Regions from separate parts of the Sus scrofa genome. Here region 2 is linked to region 1. A link is a contact called in public Hi-C data. All regions are on one chromosome and are shown on one strand. Each heading gives the region's core, a stretch centred on a gene start, on an enhancer-like site or on the middle of the called end of the contact. The rest is flanking DNA. Distances are from core to core; before and after follow the strand shown.

Region 1 (5,463 bases), core at 1,061-3,560:
CTCAGAGGCATCACTGACGTCTCTCTGGATGTCACCCCCTCCTCCGAATCATCCCTATCAGCTGCCAACCGCAGCAGGATAATGGCTGAGAAATGCGAAACCGCCACAACCCACGTCCCTTTCTAGCCAACATCCCACCTGAAGCAGAGCTCCCCTCGGAGCTCCTGGAGGCTGTGGCTCCTCTGCTCCACGTCCCCCTGCCCTTCGGTCAGCTCTCTGCCCGGCCGTGGGCTCCCGTCCACACTGCGCGCTGGGCTCGCCTCCGTCCCGCTGTCCTCACTGCACCAGGGTCCGGGAGACACGCCCGCCTCCTGAGCGCTCCCGCCCAGCACCCCGAGCCCCCGCTCCGGTGTCCCGCCGCCCTCCCCGGGCGCTCCTTCCCCTCTTCCCGGGCGAGCTGCCCCAGGACCCGGTCCCTGGGCCTCTTATCTGGTTCTGCTCCCTCCTGGGTCCGAGTCAGCATCCGAGGGCGGGCTTCGCCAGAACTGCCCTTGGCTAAATGCCTGCCTCCTGCCTGCCACCTGGGTGATGTCCCACGATCTCAAACGGGAGCTGCACGGGGTCTTCCTTTAAAACGAAGCCCGGGTCCACCTCCTCCCCGGCTCCGGCTGCCATCATGTGGTCGAAGCCCCGCGTCCCTCTCTCGGTTCCTATCACCGTGTAACCAGCTGTGCTAAAGCTTAGCAGCTGCGATAACAAACGCCACCTCACCCATGCCGAAGCCCAGGGATCCCAGAGCTGCCGAGTGGGAGGTTCTGCCTCAGGGCCTCCCAGGCTGGGTCGCTGAAGGCTTGAGGAGCTGGAGAGCCGCTTCCGGGCTCCTCCACGCGGCCGCTGGTAGCAGGCCTGGGATTGGGCCTCTTCCCGAGGAGCCGCTCGGCGGGCCGCTGGCTCCCCGCGGAGTGCCTGGGCCAGGAGAACAGCAACCAGATGGAAGCTAGGTTTTTAAAAACCTCCTCTTGAAAGTGCTCTGCCGTCCATCCTCTCGGTGTTCTGTTGGTGACGGGGGCCGACAAGGGTCCGCGGTGGCAGAGGACACCGCCCTTGGCAGGAGGCGGCTCCCACGGTCATTCGTACGTGGACCATTGCAGGAACCTCCCTGCTGCCAGACGTCTGTGCTCATCCTGTTCCTCACGGAAGCCACAAACCCCCGAAAACAACACGAGTCACTGTCATTCGCTCAGACCTTCCAGTGGCTTCCTTGTCCCTTGGTAAAAGCCAAGTAAATATGGCATCTTGCTGTCTCTGGCCTTTCTTCCCACGGCTCTTTGTCATTCACCCTTTGCACTTGGGGTTCCACTTTCCCCAGGACCCCTGTTACGTCTCAGGACAGGGATCTTGTCAAGAGGCCCCTCATCAGAAAGACCACCTTGGGATTTCCCGTTGTGGCTGAGCAGTAGTGAATCCGTGAGAACGCAGGTTCCATCCCTGGCCTCGCTCAGTGGGTTAAGGAGCTGGCATTGCTATGGTGTAGGTACCAGACACAGCTTGGATGAGAAAGTGACAGTAGTACTGAGGCAGTAGGGATTGAACAAAAACAGTACATTGGGAGTTCCCACTGTGGCTCAGTGGTAACAGACCCGACTAGGATCCATGAGGACAAGGGTTCCATCCCTGGCCCCACTCAGTGGGTTAAGGATCCGGCGTTGCTGTGAGCTGTGGTGTGGGTTGCCGACGCGGCTCAGCTCTGGCGTTGCTATGGCTGTGGCATATGCCTGCAATTGCAGCTCCAATTCAACCCCTAGCCTGGGAACCTCCATATGCCGCGGGTGCAGCCCTAAAAAGACAAAAAAAAACAAAAGACCACCTCTGATAAATACTTACATGCCCTGGTTCATAGCTTTGAACGATTTACACATCCATTTGTTTCTGTTGCAAGCTTCACAGGGATGAGAGTCCTTGAAATCGCAAGCTCTCCAAGGCCCAGGACACGGTGCCTGGCTGTCCCAGGGCCCCTCATGGGACCAGGCCCATAGCTACAGGCCTCCCTTTCCTTGGCCCCTCCTGGTGACTCAGGGTCTGTGCTGCCACTTGGCACATCCACATGGCTTTTGCTGCTATCAGTTTCTCACAGTCCAAAGCTCTCTTCCAGGCTTCGGATCCACGTCTCTCCCCAGCTGCTTCACCCATCTGCTGATGTCCTGCAGTCCTGCACCCCGGTGCCAGGTCCCCATCCGGTCCAGCTCCCGCTCAGCCCATCCACTTCTCTTAGCGGAGGCCAGCCCCGCTGCTCCCCTGGACTGCCCTCCTCCCTCCGCCTCCAGCATCCACTCTCCACCCAACGCAAAGGAAGCTTCCAAAAACGTTTCTCAAGAGCAGAGCCTTTGTCTACAGCCCTGTCTGGGGCTCCCCAGCGCCTGCCTCTGTGACCCTGCCCTCTGCACCCACGCTGCCCCCTGGTGGCAGTTCCTGGGATGACCTGTGCTCGCCCTGAGAGTCCATCACTTATACGTTCTGGTCATCACGTTGCCAGCCCAACCTTCATACCATTAGTTACTTAAAAATACTAACATTTTTTTAAAGCTTCGCCTCCTCTTCAACAACACCTATGAAATCATGTTTGCTATTTTTTCTACTATATATTCAAATAACAATTTTAGTAAATGTTGGTTCAAGTATTACCTATAATCATCCCTGGTACCTCCGGGGAAACACTGACCCCGGGCTCAGCTCAGGCTGCCGGGCCCCGGCGCGTGGTGTCACAGCGCGGCCCTCACGGGACTGTCCCACGTTCCTCTGGAAAGAGCTTGGTCTTGGGTCACCCTATCGCCCAGCAGCGGGTCTGACACAGGCGGAAGAAATAGCTGTTGAACCCCGGGAATGATCCATGGCTTCAAACCAGTCTACCAGCAGATACCGGAAGGCGGAAAGCAGGACACCGAGGAGCCACCAGAAGCCTTGCCCAGACGTCGCGAGGCGCTCCTCCGCCCGCAGCAGGATCTGAAGCGGGGCGGCCTGGGCTGAGCCAGAAGGAGACCTGCCTCGCCTGTCCTTGGGGATTTTCTCCGGCCCCTTGGCCTCCGCTAAGAGTCTCCCGTCAGCATCCTGAGGCTTTTTGCTTCTCAGTCCGGGCAGCCACGACCCTTGGCGGCACCTCCTCGGTGGCCTCGGGCCTGGCTGCCCCTCACACCTGCTCTGGCCACGACCCACCCTCAAGGTGGGCACAGCCCAGCTGCCCACCCCGTGCCCTGCGAAGGGCCCTGCAGCGCCTCCCGCAGCCCCTTCCGAAGGCCCCACCTCCCCTCTGCAGCCTCGCTCAGGCTCAGCGTCCCCTCCCGCAGGCCAGGGCCCCGGCAGGCGCTTCCCTGCGTCTCTCCGTCTCACCTGCACAACCTGGGAGGCGGCGGCGCTCTTCCTGCCCCTCAGCTTTACAGCCGAGGGGACGGGCTCGGCGTGGAGCCCCCTCGGCCCGCAAGCCACCGGGCCCTCCTCCCAGCCTCGAGGTCCAGTCCCTTTAAAGGCCCCAGGTCCCCACCATCCCCTCCGCTCCCTCGGGCCCCCAGGACCTGTCGGGGCAGGGATCCTCCTCCTGCCCCCAAGGGCTCCCCCTCAATTCTGCCCTGTCTTCTGCCCCCCCCCCCCCCCCCGGCATCATTCCCATCAGCACACAAAACGTGTTCATAGCTCCTGGGGTTTAACAAAGAGATGCGCCCTCCCCTTATTCCAAGCTCCTCGGGTGAGGGTTTGGACCCTGTCTGCACCGCCCCCTGAAACTCATCCAGTCCTCCTTGTAGCCAAGGCTGCAGCGGCCACTCCCGCCCTCCCTGTCACATGTCCCACCTGCACACTCTCGTACCAGCTCTTTCTCTTGCCTCCTCATGTTGAGCTGGTCCAGGCCTCTGGCCTTGCTCCTCTTCTCCGCCTCGTCTCTGATGATTCCTGAGCCAGATAATGAGCAACAAGCAGCTGGAGGTGGGGGGCCGGGGGGGGGTATTGCATATATAAACATCTATTTTGTTATACATTTTACTCCTGTAGAGTAATTGTAGCGCACATTTCGTAAATAGCAAAATATGCAGAGGAGTCCTCGTTGTGGCTCAGTGGTAACGAACCACTGAGGATGCAGTTCGATCCCTGGCCTCGCTCAGTGGGTTAAGGATCCCGCATTGCCATGAGCTATGGTGTAGTTTGTAGATACAGCCCTGATCTGGCCTGTCTGTGGCTATGGTGCAGGCCAGTGGCTGTAGCTCTGATTTGACCCTTAGCCTGGGAACCTCCATATGCCACCGGGGTGGCCCTAAAATGAAAAAAAGAAAAAAAAAGAAAACAAAAACAAAAAAAAAAGCAGTATTCTTTACTCTAAATTCCACATAGCTTAAATTCCACTGAAGGTTTTCATTGATTTTTTTAAATTTTATTATGATTGATTTACAATGTTCTGACCATTTCTGCTGTACAGCAAAGTGAGCCAGTCATACATATATATACATTCTTTTTCTCACATTATCCTCCATCATGTTCCAACACAAGTGATTAAAATATAGTTTCCTGGATAAAAAAATAAAAAACAAAAGGAAAAAATCGAAGAAATATAAAATATAGTTCCCTGTGCTAGACCATAGGATCTCATTGCCTGTCCACTCCAAATGCAAGAGTCTTCATCTACCAACCCGAGACTCCCAGTCCATCCCAGTCCCTCCCCCTGTCCCTGGCAGTCTCCTCCATGTCCATGATCTTCTCTGTTTTATACGTAGATCATTTGTGCCATATTTTAGACTCACATATAAGTGATAGTATGTGGTATTTGACTTTCTCTTTCTGACTTCACTCAGTATGAAAGTCTCTAGTTCCATCCATGTTGCTGCAAATGGCATTATTTTGTTCTTTTTTATGGCTGAGTAGTACTCCATTGTATATATGCACCACATCTTCCTGATCCATTCATCTGTCAATGGGCATTTAGGTTGTTTCCATGCCTTGGCTATTGTGATTTTCTTTGATTTTTTGCTGAAATCTCGCATCCAGAGCCAGCCTATGCTTGCACCTGACCAATGGGTCTGGTTCTGACATGAATGTTGGCTGATATTTTCTTTACGAAGTAAAGAAGTGAAACAGCAGACATAGATGTGGGAATTTCGCTTGTCAGTGAGTGACATTTTGCTGAATCAGATAATAGCTGTCAAATACTGCAGGACAACTTCCTCGATTTTCTGTGCTATCTATAGCTGCCATACTTTAATGGCATTAACATTTTCTTCATCACGTTCTTAAGTCTAGACAATCAACAAAACAATACATTAAGCCTTGATTGGGAGCATTTCCCAATTCCCACGGTGTCAACACCCCCCACGTCAACTCTCCAGGCCCACCCGCTGCGTGGGGTCCTGAAGGTGGAGCTGGGAACAGACCTTGGGGCACAGTTGGCGTTTCCACCACCAGATGCGAAAGACGGAAGTCATCTCAGGAGCACAGACCACAGGCAAATGTAATTAGGAACAATTTGGAGTATTTATTACCTTCAAA
Region 2 (5,463 bases), core at 2,032-4,531, 250 kb after region 1:
TTATTACGGTTGAAGCTAGGAATCCGGGGTTACCTAAAGGCCCACCTGAATGATAACAGGTTATTCTCCCCCTCTTCTCAGTAGCAAAACCCTTTGTGAAAGTAAATGAAGAAAAAGGCAAGAAATTCTTTCTTTAAATCCCGTATAATTAAAATAAGAAGCTCTATGCTATGGAAAACTAAGGCTTGCGGCTTAAAACGGACTCAGAGAAGGATAAAGCGTTCATCCTCACTCAGAAAGAGAAAAGATTAGCTCCACAAGGGCAGGTCTCCAAATTGACACCAAATCCAGAAGTTAGAGATGCCTGTGCCACTGAGCGTGATCTAAGCACCAGCTGAGGCCCGAGAAAAACCCCCAGGAATCTACAACCAATGGAGCCAGCAGTGTAAGAATGTTTAGATTAGCTTTCCTGAAAAGAGGCTTACTCTGTAAGACTGGGAGAGAGCCTCTGTCACGCAGCTTTACTTAAGAAAGGACAGAAAACGAATGAAGAAAAAGAAGGCAGGATGAGAAAGTCAGAGCATAAACCTACAAACATAATGAATGACAATAAGAAGACATCCACCTATTTGAAATAACTTGCCTTTAGAGACTATGATATCTTTTTTTTTCTTTCTTCTTTTTTTGGGGGGCAGGAGGGGGGAACACCTGCAGCATACAGAAGTTCCCAGGCTGGGGGCCACAATAGGAACTCCTTGATGTCTTTTTTAATATTCTCATTAATAGCAAATCTTCATTGAGGGTGAAAACAGTTATTGCAATCCTGCATCCCAAGAGGTCTCATGTGTCTTATCTCATATAACCACTCTTCAAAGTATTACTCCTGTTTTTATACAGGGGAAAACTCAGCCTAAAAAGTGAAAAACTTGTCCAAGGTCATATGGCTTATAAGTGATAGAATCAAAACTCATGTTCACCACACACCAAAAAACCCATTGGGTTCACTTTAAATGAACTGTTAACTCATCTGAAGACAAAGTCAGGGGACAAGGTAGCTTAACCGTTCCATTTGGGGTTTTAAAAAAATGAAACAGTACAGTATCATGTACTAATGAAAGTGATCTCTCATATGGTTCAAAAACATCTGCGAAGACAATTTCAGAGATAATTTTCAAAACTGGCTTTAGACAGGTGTTGCCATTGTGGCTCAGCAAGTTAAGAATTCAACACAGTCTCCTGGAGGATGCAGGTTCGATCCCTGGCCTCGCTCAGTGGGTTAAGGGACCAGTGTTGCCATGAGCTATGGCATAGGTCAAAGATGCAGCTCAGATCTGGCGGGGCTGTGGCCGTGGCATAGGCAGGCAGCCACAGTTCGGACTCAGCCCCTAGCCTGGGAACTTCCACCTGACGCAGGTGCGGCCCTAAAAAGACAAAAACAGTAACAAAAAAAAACCCAAAAAACGAAAAGCCTGCTTAGGACAAAGGCCCTATCACTTAAGTGATGCCACTCTCCACCCCTCAACCCCCACCATTTACTCTTACACACACCATTCCAAAGGAGACCAACACTCACTGAGAATTAAGTTCTGGCATGTTTTATTTTGAACCCTTTTGGTTACTTTTCAGTTTCACTTAATTAACCTTTTCTCCTGCCAATGCAAAACACAGGGGCTCAAAATTGGCCTCTGCATTTAAGCAAGTAATAGCTGGAGTTCAAGGACGGCTGGGAGGGGGAAGGAGGCAATAATCAGAGGACAAGGCAACCTCATTCCTGGGACCACATCACTACGAACATATTCCCCATTCCCAGTATCTGTAAAATGGGCACAATAGCTCTTTTCTGTTGCCAATTTCATCAGAACAACACATGTATTAATTAGCAGATTAATCTTCTAAACACCCAAAGGAAAAGTTAAAATAAATCTGATGTGGCAACACTTTTAAAACCAAGAGCCATGTTCTCAGCTGAAACCACAGACCAAGGCCTGATCCATGCTACACAAACATCCATTTTGATGTCCTCACACCCTGGCTCCCATCAAAATCCTATCCAATCTCCAAATCTGGCTATTTGAAAAAATCTCAGAAAAGACTTGCGTGGGGACAGCTAAGAAGACACGAGCTACAAAACACATCTTTCATATTGTCAAAACGAACACTGTCTTTATAAACATCAGTTTCTTCTCCTAAAAAACATGGAAGACGCCTTCTTTTAAAGCCTACCTAGTCTAGGTTTAATCCAACCTCCTCAATCCTCCAGAGAAGTTATTTTAGGCCAGAAAGCCAGAGGGACTTAAATCGAGGCCACGTATTTTAAAATATTTATTAGAAAACTAATCTTACATGAGTCACACTTATTATTTTTTAAGGCAGCCAAAAGTCCTCTAGCTCCCATTGTGCAAAGGAAGCCCCAATGACCTCACACATGTTGGGCATTTCCTGACTCCTTGTCTTTTCCACCTACAGCCCCTAAATTGGGGCACAAATTTCAACTGATTTTCGCTTGCCTTTTGAAGCAGATAATTTCAAGGCGAGGAAAGAGGACCTGAATCGGAACCCCCTGGGGCGGAGTGTAGGCGCCAACCCCGGTTTATACAAAACTCCTGTGCGTAAAACCCAGGAATAGGCCCAACCGCCTAGGTGATTTGAAACACACCAAAGTCTGTAACCCCTACGGTAAAGGGAAGTATTTCGTCTACCAAGGCAAAGGAAAACTCAAGACAAGAGTGGAAATACGACGCGAGGTAGGACGCAATTCCATATGGTAAAGAGACACCAGAATGGCAACACTGGAGCTGGTGGACAGATGCAGAAACTGAGGCCCAAAGAAAGGAACTAAAAGAGATGAGGACCCCACAGTCAGGTTCGGACCCCCGCGGCTTCCTCTCCTGGCCTTGAAGCAGGATCACTGCAGGCGTTCTGAGTGGGAGAGGTAGGGAAAGCGGCCCTCGGGCTGAGAAGCCAGGTCTGCCACCACTACTGAGGAGGCCGGAGCCCACTTGTACTTCCCGCTCGGGAGACACCACGTGTGAGGGGTGGGAGCCCCGGAACAGCACTGGCAGCGCGCTGGGCACCCAGCCGCGGCCCAGGGCCGGGCGGCCCTCACCGCCCCTACCTGCGGCTCCCCGCCCGGCAGCCGAGGGGCAGACACAAACCCCACAATTCCAGGCGGCCGCAGCGGCAACCAGCTCCCCGTGCGCAGACGCGGCGGCCACGGTCAGAACTTGCGCGCGCCCGGCTATTACGTCACTGGCTTCCTCGCCCAATTGTCTTCTTCCAGAACCGCGGCAGCCCCACTCCTCTTCCGGCACTCGAGGTGCTGAGCCCGGCTCCTCTCCGGCTTGTTAAGTCCCGCCCCCTAGCGTCTACATGAGCAAACCTCCTGAAACTTATTCGGCCCAGTATCCTTCCGCCGGTGTGAGAGACATCTAAAACAGGTACCCGCAGGCCTGGATTTGCTTCCAAGGTAGAACAGAGTGGAACTTTGAAGTTTCATCTCTGATTTCCCAACAGCTTAACTTTTTTCTAGCGGAAAGATCATCAGAAAGAAACCAGAGGTGGTAGGAAATAAAAATAGATCAAACTGGTATGACTCAGTTGGGATAAAGCTGAGTCTCAAGCAATAAATAGTCCTTAGAAAATTCATGCAGAATAGGCCACCTGCAAGTCACCTACTTTATATACTTATGTATTGTGCGAATTGACAAGGACCAATTATTTTAAAAATAAAAGTCACCTGCAGCTCTAATTCAGCTCAAAGCACTGAGTAGCTTATTTATACATGCCAGGTGTTGCAAATACATTATATTTCCTTCTCATGACGCTTTAAGATCAGAACTGTTATCCCCTTTTTATAGATGGGGAAGCTGAGATTCAATAAGTTGAAGGACTTAAGTGAAGTTTGTACAGTCCAAAAGCGGTAGAACTGGGAATTTATGCCAGATTTGGGTGCCTGCAAAAGTCCTGTTCTCTGATCCTGTTAGACCTTCCCCTTGCCTAGGCGCTTAACCTGGCAGGAAAAATGGGGTGCTCAGTCAGAGTCCAGACCCAGTGATTGCAGGTCCTTCAGAAGTGGAGAAAAGGGGGAGTTCCCATTGTGGCTCAGAGGATTAAGGACCCCAACAGTGACATGTCTGTGATGATGCAGGTTCAATCCCTGGCCTTACTCAGTGGTTAAGGATCTGGCATTGCTGCAAGCTGCAGTATAGACCTCAGCTACCGCTGGGATTGATGTTGCCATGACTGTGGCATAGGCCTCAGCTGCAGCTCGGGTTTGACCCCTAGCCTGGGAACTTCCATATGCTGCAGGTGAGGCCATAAAAAGGAAAAGAAAAAAGTGGAAAAAAGGATAATTTAAACAAGAGCAAACAAAAAACCTATGTTTGGTATTCCTTTCCCTTTCCACGTATTATGTGAGCTTCCAGCAGTTAATCTACCTTTTTTATTGCGTTTACTTCAAGCAGGTGGGAGCTTGGCTTTGCAACCATGAACGAAGTTTGGTTAGTAGCCTGGGAAGGGAGAACAAGCCCCTGGGTAACAGTTCAGTAGGTAGTGCCAGTTTATTAAAAAGACCTACAAGAGACATTCTTCTGCCACTGGGGAGAAAGGACAGGGAACAGTTCACATTTCCCGTGGAACACCCAGTGGACCAGTGACAGTAGCTGGGCCGAGGAATAATTCTAGATTGGGTCACTGCCTAGCATCATGAGGACAGATGATAAAGCAACAGATATCTATTGCATCAGGGATACGTTGCAAAAGCAACATGTAAATTACAATTCAGAGTGACACAAATTATAAAGATACTAATCGGAGTTCCTGTGGTACAGTGGGTTAAGAATCCAAATACAGGAGTTCCCATCATGGCTCAGTGGTAATGAACCTGACTAGGATCCATGAAGATGCAGGTTTAATCCGGCCTTGCTCAGTGGTTTAAGGATCCGTGTTGCCATGTGGTGTAGGCCACCAGCTGTAGCTCTGATTCAGTCCCTTGCCTGGGAACTTCCAAATGCCATGAGTGCAGCCCTAAAAAGCAAAACAAACAAACCAAAAAAAACAACCCAACTGCAACTGCAGCGGCCCAGGTCACTGTGGAGGCATAGGTTTGATTCCTCGCCTGGAGCAGTGGGTTAAAGGATCTGGCATTGCTGCAGCTGCAGCTTAGGTCACAACTGCGCCTCAAACTCAGTCCCTGGCCTGGGAACTTCCATGTGCCATGCACGCAGCCATAAAAAAAAATTTTTTTTTAAGATGTTAATAAAGTGCTACAAAAATAAGATGTTTAAAATAGAATAAGCTCAAATCTTAGAATTAATAAATAAATGCATGAGCCAAGAGAAGAGTCCAACTGGACACAGCTGGCAGCACTCACTGGAGCCTGACTTCCTTCTTGGGACAGATCTAATCAGCTCAAGTGGGTAGGGAAGAGAAATTTTGTGCCCCTCGATCCTCGAAAACTTAAAGGCGCTACTGAGAACCCTACATTCCCAGGGGAGCCAGCCCTGAGCTCAAGTCTACTGAGCT

What was found. Hi-C and Micro-C count contacts between places; a contact is called where the count stands out from the background.
Region 2: a contact with region 1 is called in a Hi-C map of embryonic fibroblasts, with 1.8 times the contacts expected there. The contact joins the promoter of SIL1 here to the enhancer-like site in region 1. A contact is called at or near these places in 1 of 5 promoter capture datasets (fetal skeletal muscle), 2 of 47 Hi-C or Micro-C datasets (embryonic fibroblasts and retroperitoneal adipose tissue) and 1 of 2 datasets of contacts at active chromatin or transcription factors (skeletal muscle).

The regions. Positions count from the first base shown.
Region 1 is chr2:140,870,106-140,875,568 of Sscrofa11.1, forward strand. No RefSeq gene overlaps it. Among named protein-coding and RNA genes, the nearest start is that of LRRTM2, 63 kb to the left of the region's middle. Within about 2 kb of position 2,311, at least 12 of the 83 cell types and tissues checked have an H3K27ac peak or open chromatin away from gene starts, as enhancers often do. A contact at or near this core is called in embryonic fibroblasts, where this site is marked.
Region 2 is chr2:141,114,920-141,120,382 of Sscrofa11.1, forward strand. SIL1 (nucleotide exchange factor SIL1) reads right to left here and starts at 3,282. Exons shown (of 10, transcript XM_021084842.1): 1 at 3,056-3,282.